Regions from separate parts of the Mus musculus genome. Here regions 2 and 3 are each linked to region 1. Evidence: chromatin contacts called from public Hi-C and promoter capture Hi-C data. All regions are on one chromosome and are shown on one strand. The core of a region is the stretch at or near the end of the contact, and the rest is flanking DNA. Distances in the headings are between cores, read along the strand shown. Region 1 has its middle 82 kb from the start of Gm25564. Region 2 holds the start of Id2 (inhibitor of DNA binding 2). Region 3 overlaps Kidins220 (kinase D-interacting substrate 220).

Region 1 (2,700 bases), core at 180-2,679:
GTTTTCAATTAAATTTTAGGCATTGTGTTCACAAACCTCTTATTAACATGTTAGTTCAGCCATGTGACCCCACATGAGGTCATGCCCCAAAATTTAGAAACTGTAAATTAAGCTGCTGGCTAATTACACGAGAACAAATGATCCTTTTTTAAAAATTGGATATTTTCTTTATTTACATTTCAAATGTTATCCCCTTTCCTGGTTTCTCTCCTTCTTGGAAACCTTCTATCACATCCTCCCTCTCCCTGCTTCTATGAGGGTGTTACTCCATCCACCCACCCACCCACCCATTCCGAGCTCCTCACCCTTGATTGTCCTACACGGGACATCTATCGAGCCTTCATAGGACCAAGACCTCTCCTCCCATTGATGCATGACAAGGCCATCCTCTGCTACATATGCAGCTGGAGCCATGTGTACTCCTTTGTTGATGGCTTAGTCCCTGGGAGTTCTGGGGGGTCTGGTGGTTGATATGATCTTAAAGATTGACTTCTGACCATATGATACCTTGTAGGTGTAGATGGGGGAATTTACATCCAGATCATCAAGGGGAACTGTACCGTCCTAACTGCGGAGAGTGGGCTGGGGGAGGGAGGCAAAAACCCATCACTTACAAGAGATGAGAAATCCAAACCTGGAGGCTGGTCTGAGAGGTCAGTTACTCCAAGTGAAAAAGAGTAAAGTCAATGTCTCATTCAGCCCTCATGCCGAGCTGGAAGAAAAGATAAGCTAGGTAGGTCTCCCGTCCTCCGTAAGGCCATTGACTTGGCTGAGGACTTGAGGTCATCACCCAAGAGGAACAGTGAGTCTATCCATCCCTCTATTTGGACTTCTGTCCCAAAGTCTATCTATAAAGGAACTAGGGAAGCATATTTATTCTTCACGACGGTGGGAGGCTACATGGCACAAACAGAAATTGGGAAAACCCATTTCTGGGTACTGTGGAAACTGCTGTTTGCAGCCGCCTCATCTGAATCACCATGCACCAACCCTTCAGGGTGACTGGGAGCAGTTGTCTCTGGGACATGGCCAGGCAAATGGGTCCTAGAGCAGCTCTGAGTTCTGCTTCTTTTATTCACACAGCTGGTTCGCTCCTTGGAGCCTTTAGAGTGCCGTGTGTGTGTGTGTGTGTGTGTGTGTGTGTGTGTGTGTGTGTGTGTGTGTGTGTGTGAATTCCTATAGGTTTGAAGGGTGGTATCAATGATCTGGCCTGACATCTGACAAGTATTCTCAGCCTGACATCTGACAAGTATTCTCAGCACTTATCAGTTGACTGACAAAATGTCACCAAGCGTTTTTTTTTCTTTCCTGTTTTTATCGGGCAATGCACAAGTTGACCACTGGATGGCAATGTTTCCCCACGAACGCATCTTCTCCCCGCCCCCTTCCTAGTGAGGACAAAAGCGGCTGGAAAGTGGTCCAGGTGCTGCCATTCTGAGGAGCTTTCTCCTAAGTAGCCCATTTCCTCCTGGGAAGGGGAAAACCCAGAAGTCTCACAATTCAGAATATTTTTCTCCTTTCTGCAATCTACATGCAGAGCTTTTGTGTTTTCTTTCTTTTTTATTATTTCCTTTTTTTTTTTTTATCTCGCCTAGAGAAATTTTCATTCACTGTCACCAACAGATTTATTTTCACTCTGCCTTAGAAACTGAACATTCTGTTGGACGCTGGTCCACAGGAGAGCGCGGTTTCAGACACCTCTGTAATAGGAAGCGACGGTAGGCACTGGGGAGGATCCCTACCTGTGGTCGGTGCTGTGGGAGGCTCCTGGAAGCGGCAGTGAAAACCCTGATAGTAAATGCCGCCCAAACTGCTGGTTACTTCTGGGGTTTCCAGATGCCATGTGGACACCCAGACAGTTTCCCCATCCTTCTTGGAGAGTTGCTGGGGAATTCTAAGTCACAATCGAAATTCCTTAATGCCTCAGAGCTTTCAACTGAAGTCTGAGCTGATCAAATGGCCCAGGATACGCGTTTTCCCCTCGGCTCTTCCCTTTGTGCTTTGGGCACCTTAAGGTAGCATGAAGGGTCTTAAAGATGGGTTGGGCTGAGCCTTGCTCTGACTGCCTAGGCTTGTGCTTGTTCTTTGTGGCTTTCATGCAGTGCCTTGGGACCTAGAAAGGGACAATCTAAAGGCTGGAAGGAGCTTGAGAGTTTAGCCACTTCAGCTCTATTCTGTGTGTTTGTGTGTGTGTTGCATGCATGTGGATGTGCGAATGTGTGTGCAGGCACATATGGATGCCAGACCAGTTGGCTGTTTTCCTCTCTCACCTTTTCCTTTTCTTCCCTCCCTCCCTCCCTCCCTCCCTCCCTCCCTCCCTCCCTCCCTCCCTCCCTCCCTCCCTCCCTCCCTCTTTCTCTCTCTCTCTCTCTCTCTCTCTTTCTTTCTTTCTTTCTTTCTTTCTTTCTTTCTTTCTTTCTTTCTTTCTTTCTTTCTTTCTTTCTTTCTTTCTTTCTTTCTTTCTTTCTGACAGGGTCTCTCTGTATAGCTATCACCTTTTATTAAGGCAGGGCCTCCCACTGAATCAGAAGCTCAGGCTGTCTTGACAGCTCTTCTTTTGGATCCTTGGGATCCTACAATGCTGGCTTTACTGGTGCACTTAGCAAAGCCTAGTGTTTTCTTGGGTGTTGGGATTTCTACTCAGGTCTTCGTGCTTGCAGACCAAGTGTTCCTGCCTACTCAAGCCATCTCCCAAAGGCC
Region 2 (2,700 bases), core at 66-2,565, 3.3 Mb after region 1:
ATCACCGGACTCTGCCTCCTTAGAGAGAAGCCCTGGGGCACATGGCTGTCACGTGGAGGTCAGAGACCGCCTGGCCCACCAGCTGAGGAATTAATCATTAATTGAAGGGAAAATACTGTTTCTCCACACAGAGCTTTGCCTGGATTCTGCATTCTTCCTCTTTATTGCATTCAGAGGATGTGGGGGATTCAGACCAAAAACCCTTTCTTGGGCTTAACATAAATATTTTTTTTCCTTTAATACACGACTAATATATGGTAGTCTTCAGCAAAACAAGAATTCAGAATTAAAGCATTGGAGTCAAGAGCTCTAAACTTTTTCAAAATGTGGCTGCATCTAGGAAGGGTGCTGAAAGATTCCAAACCTCGTACGTAACAGAATTTTCTTTTAAAAACAGCGATAAGCTGTCAGTCAATAGCTAGGACCACCTACCTGACAAAGAGCTTCCCAAGAGCTCTAAGTGTTGGAATGTGACACCAGAAATCACGATTTGTGCATAATTAATCGCATCACTTTGCCACCTACACTGAAGGGCACAGACCAAGGGCAGTGTATGTAAATGTAGTTCCAGTGTGCAAACCCCACTAATGACCTTCGATTAATGGAGTCATTATAGTAACCCTGCCTCATTCTTGGGGGTGGGGGGAGTTCCGAATGCACCGGGTCCCTCGGGGCTCCTCTGCGGTCTGAGGGAGACCGCACAGTGTTCCTACAATTCGTGTCACTGAGTTTCCGAGAAGGCCTCCCGCGTTGCTCCAAGTTGCAAAGCTTCACGCTAAACCTGTCGTGGACGTGTATGTGGGTAGGTTCCCCCCCCCTCCCCAAATAGCTTTCCTTTATCTTAAAAGAAGGAACACTACAAATGTGACTTCCCAAAAGCGCGCTTCTTTTCCCTTCTGCCACGGTCGCTGTCTTCCCTAACGCTAGCGACCTGTGACTTCCCGTCTGCTGTGCGGAGAGAGTGGGGCTGCTGGAAGTCCTGGGGGCGGGTATAGCTAGCTCCGGGCACACCCCCGGGGCAGGGGTCCTGCCAGCTCTGGGAATTGGAATAAGGCGGGCACAATTGCACACTCAGGCCCCCTGGGCGCCCAGCGCACACTGTACTCAATTTGCCACCCCAGCTGGGCTCTCGCCCGCTCCTCCCACCCTACAGGCATTGGCTGCGAACGCGGAAGAACCGAGAGCTCATACTCACCAATGGGAGAATTCGCCTGGTATGATGGACGGGAGCCCTTCCACCAATGGCAATTCAGGGATGCCCGATTGAGCGGCCAGGGCGAGTGCACATAAAAGACGCCCCGCCCGGCTCGCGCTTCATTCTGAACCGAGCCTGGTGCCGCGCAGTCAGCTCAGCCCCCTGTGGCGGCTCCCTCCCGGTCTTCCTCCTACGAGCAGCATGAAAGCCTTCAGTCCGGTGAGGTCCGTTAGGAAAAACAGCCTGTCGGACCACAGCTTGGGCATCTCCCGGAGCAAAACCCCGGTGGACGACCCGATGAGTCTGCTCTACAACATGAACGACTGCTACTCCAAGCTCAAGGAACTGGTGCCCAGCATCCCCCAGAACAAGAAGGTGACCAAGATGGAAATCCTGCAGCACGTCATCGATTACATCTTGGACCTGCAGATCGCCCTGGACTCGCATCCCACTATCGTCAGCCTGCATCACCAGAGACCTGGACAGAACCAGGCGTCCAGGACGCCGCTGACCACCCTGAACACGGACATCAGCATCCTGTCCTTGCAGGTGAGACTAGCTTGCAAGTACGCCACTGCCCAGACGCTCCGGGTCTCCCGAGCTGTCACTCTTAAAGCCCATCGTAGAGACAGGTTCATTAACTTTATTTTTGAGGAAACTGTATATTGAGCGTCATGTGAAATCGCTACTTATAAGTTCTGTGTGGGTTGCATCTGGATCTGCGCTGTAGCATGATCCTGTTTCATGGGACTTGTTGGCACTTTTGTGAAAGGAGGAGGGGGGCTACCTTCCTTTAAGATTACCTAATATCCTGCCTTTTATCCTCTTTCTCCCCAGGCATCTGAATTCCCTTCTGAGCTTATGTCGAATGATAGCAAAGTACTCTGTGGCTAAATAAATGGTGAGTGTTGCGGGTGCCTCCTGTGTGCGCGTTTCGGTAATGTGCTTGTGTGTCTGTTAAATGTTTGGTTTGGTAAATGCATGCTTACTTCACTGTGTTACGGGTGCCGCTTGACTTACCACATAGGCATGAAGGGGCTTGTAGCTGTGGTTGCTCAGGACTACAGAACAGTTGCCTTTACAAAAACAGAAAAGAAAGAAAAAAAAGAAAGAAAAGAAATGCCAGTAACTTACTATGAAGGTGTCAGGACCAAGTGTGGCTGACTTTTATGAGCCCAGTGGCGGTACACTGAGGTGGTAACCTCAGCTGTAATTAATCTTATCGCCACAAATTCCATAGTGATTCTCTTTTCCCAAAACTGTAGTCCTCTGAGATTTCTCTGGCTAGCTGAAGACGGCTACCCCGAGCCTTACCCCTGTGCTCTGGGATCCAGATTTCCATATCTGTTAACTAAAGGGCTGTTTTCAATCAAATAATTGTTACAAGAAGCAGACTGGCGCCTGTGAGCGGGCTGTTAGAGATCCAAATAGGAGACTGGGTTTGGGAAGTTTTCCCCTGGAGTCTCCGCTATTTTCATGTTTAATTTGTGCTGCTGGGGCCGGGT
Region 3 (2,700 bases), core at 68-2,567, 3.4 Mb after region 1:
TGGTTAGTTCATAATGTTGTTCCACCTATGGGGTTGCAGATCCCTTTAGCTCCTTGGGTATTTTCTCTAGCTCCTCCATTGGGGGCCCAACCTGGGATTTTTCAATGTGACACCGTGGCTCTTCCCCCCCCCTCCCCCAGGGAAAAAGCTTTTTAAATAAATCACACAAACTAAAAAAGTGTCAGCACAGGTTTTTTTTCCTTTATAAAAGGCTATTTTCTATTGTAAAACTAATATATGCTTATTGTATAATAGATATGATAAAACACAGAAGGTAGCCTGGAAAGGATAAGATTTAGTCAATCAAATATAGTAATATATTTGTACTCTTTTATTGTATGTATGTGTATGTATGTATGTATGTGTGTGTGTGTATATATATAAACTCATATTTATATGAGTTCAAACCATAAATAATTTTGAATCAATCAGAAATTCTCAAATGTAAAAATAAGTGAATTTTAGTCATTAAAAACACTTACTAGACAATGTTACAATGATCAATATGAAATTGTCTTGAAAGTAAACAAATGGCCAGAATGTTCCAGTTCTTCTGGGTTCTCCCTACTAACCACCAGGGAGTAAGTAAGCTGATCTGAGATGTGTGAGCGAATGCTCCAGAGATAAAGCAATGAAAACCACAACGGAGATGCTCAAACAGGTGGACAGGAGAATTGGGAGAAGGGCCAGTGTCCACTAAGTGATGGGTACAGAGTGGATGGAGGCTGATATCACAGAATACAACTGAACAGGAAAAGGGAGTAGACTGTGTTGAACTTGACAGGGGCAAACCTCATAATCAGCTATATTAAGTAAGGAATCTGGCCAGTGTGAAGGAAGCAGATCACAGTTCCCAGGGAACTTGGGGAGGTGAGGAGGAGAGTAACAGGACCACGATGAACCTGGAGGAAACCTGCCTAGTGGTGGCATGGCCACCTCTCTGACTGGGAGGACAGCTCTGCAGACCTAGGCAAACGCCAGCCATGAGACCGCACAGCCTCCGCACACGTTTCCTATGGTAACAGCATCTCTAGAAGCTCTCCTCACAGCACTGGCCAGTTACTCAAGAGCCTGTGCTCCTGGGTGGCACTAGGGCTCCATTTTAGGGGAAAGAACATTTGCCTGCTCTTCCCAAGTGAGATGGAACCCTAAGATTAGCAACAGCTGCATCTTTTCTTTGGGATCAGCACTTTATTGCTGAGACCCAGTACTTGGCTGGTAGCCAGATATTAAAAGTCATCTGAGGGAAGATCCAGAGAACAAAATTAGCAAACAAGGAAAGAATGGGTGCTCGTGAGAAAACAGGGCGAGCAGTTCTGTGTGAGTCTCACAGACTCCTGCTACAGACTCAAACATGCACACAGCACAAAGCTCTTTAAGATACCATTGCTTTCAATAAAGTAAAACAGCATCCTCACTGATTATTAAGTACATTTAATGAGTAATGAAAACCTGGAAAACGATCACATGGTATCATTTGCAAACGTAGAAAAAACACTAGAAATGAAACAGTTAAAAAGGCAGTTCATTTCTCAGAAGTGTAACACACAAAAAGAAGAGGCTAGGAAGATTTAGATAAAAACACACAGCTGACAAGTCACATGAAACAAATTAACCGAATCCTAATGCCAGCGTTGCTTTCAGCCTGAATGCGAACAGTGTTCTCAGCGTGGCGAACAATGCGGCTGTTCACAAGCCAAACGTCTACTGCTGCTCTCCAGATTGGAGTCTCTATTCTAACCTTTTGAGCTCAATGCATTAAGCCCTTCTGTTAAAAGAGACGTTTATGTAAATGATAATCTTTTGGCAGTGGGCCATCAAAATCATATGGGCTTTTATTTTTCAGATATTTTTTCCAAAGGTTAGCATTTAAAGAATTTAAATAACTTCACTTTTCAATTAAGAGCAAATTTAAATTTTCAGCACTAGGAATCATGTGAACTAAAGTTGCCAGCAGTTAAATGGCCCACAGAAAGCATTTTTACAGTACAGGCATCACTGAGCTCCCAGGAAGCTTGAGTGTAGTTTCTTTTGATGCCACTGATCGAACAGCACTTGTTAATGCCAACATCCATGTAAGTTAAAGCATTTTGATGATAAATGACAGTGCTTTATTATAGAAGACACAAATAAATTACTTGGCAGAATTTACATAAGTCATTCCTGTCAATTCTATTCAAAGTAAGGCTCAAAATTAAATGGAAAATTTTATATCTTAAAGGTCCATAATGTATAACTTATGAAACGGACATTATATTTTTTCTGAAGTTGGTCATCTAATAATGTGATTATCCAATAAAGAATTAAAATTAAGATTTACCCCCCCACCCCACTCCACCTCCCAATTTTCACTCACTGATGATCAAGCCCAGGGTTTCACGAATGCTAGGCAATCCAAACATCTTTATAAGCTCTCATCTGCCTTGGAACTGTATTACACTTGAGACAAACTTAACTTCCAGACGACCCTCACAATAATACAGACAGAAAGGCCCACTCAGTGCTGGGGATGTACCTTCATGAAAGGGTGCTTGCTTAGCACCCACAAAGCCCTAGGTTCAATCACTAGCAATGAAGGAAAAAACAACAAAAGCCACCCACTGTAATGCCAGAGTCAGAAACAAAAGATACCACACAACTCATTTTAAAAGTAATTTTAAATGACATAAATTATAGGTGTATATGCCTGAATGTTGATAT

The links. Promoter capture Hi-C pulls out the DNA fragments that hold promoters and counts their contacts. A called contact is a pair of places that touch in the nucleus more often than the background predicts.
Region 2: a promoter capture Hi-C map of hippocampal neurons shows a contact between it and region 1, with 12 times the contacts expected there. The contact joins the promoter of Id2 here to the enhancer-like site in region 1. A contact is called at or near these places in 1 of 39 promoter capture datasets (hippocampal neurons), 15 of 484 Hi-C or Micro-C datasets (the G1E-ER4 cell line, the N1E-115 cell line, adipose-derived mesenchymal stem cells and 9 more) and 1 of 115 datasets of contacts at active chromatin or transcription factors (embryonic forebrain).
Region 3: a Hi-C map of cerebral cortex shows a contact between it and region 1, with 5 times the contacts expected there. The contact joins two enhancer-like sites. A contact is called at or near these places in 4 of 484 Hi-C or Micro-C datasets (the G1E-ER4 cell line, cerebellar granule neurons and cerebral cortex).

What each region holds. Positions count from the first base shown.
Region 1 is chr12:28,431,295-28,433,994 of GRCm38.p6, reverse strand. No RefSeq gene overlaps it. Among named protein-coding and RNA genes, the nearest start is that of Gm25564, 82 kb to the right of the region's middle. Within about 2 kb of position 1,429, at least 68 of the 459 cell types and tissues checked have an H3K27ac peak or open chromatin away from gene starts, as enhancers often do. A contact at or near this core is called in cerebellum, cerebral cortex, cortical neurons and 4 more, where this site is marked.
Region 2 is chr12:25,094,707-25,097,406 of GRCm38.p6, reverse strand. It overlaps Id2 (inhibitor of DNA binding 2), which reads left to right and starts at 1,315. Exons shown (of 3, transcript NM_010496.3): 1 at 1,315-1,744; 2 at 2,033-2,096. The coding sequence starts at 1,397. The coding sequence ends at 2,089.
Region 3 is chr12:25,033,163-25,035,862 of GRCm38.p6, reverse strand. The region is part of intron 22 of Kidins220 (kinase D-interacting substrate 220); the gene reads right to left. Among named protein-coding and RNA genes, the nearest start is that of Gm36236, 59 kb to the right of the region's middle. Within about 2 kb of position 1,317, at least 70 of the 459 cell types and tissues checked have an H3K27ac peak or open chromatin away from gene starts, as enhancers often do. A contact at or near this core is called in cerebral cortex, where this site is marked.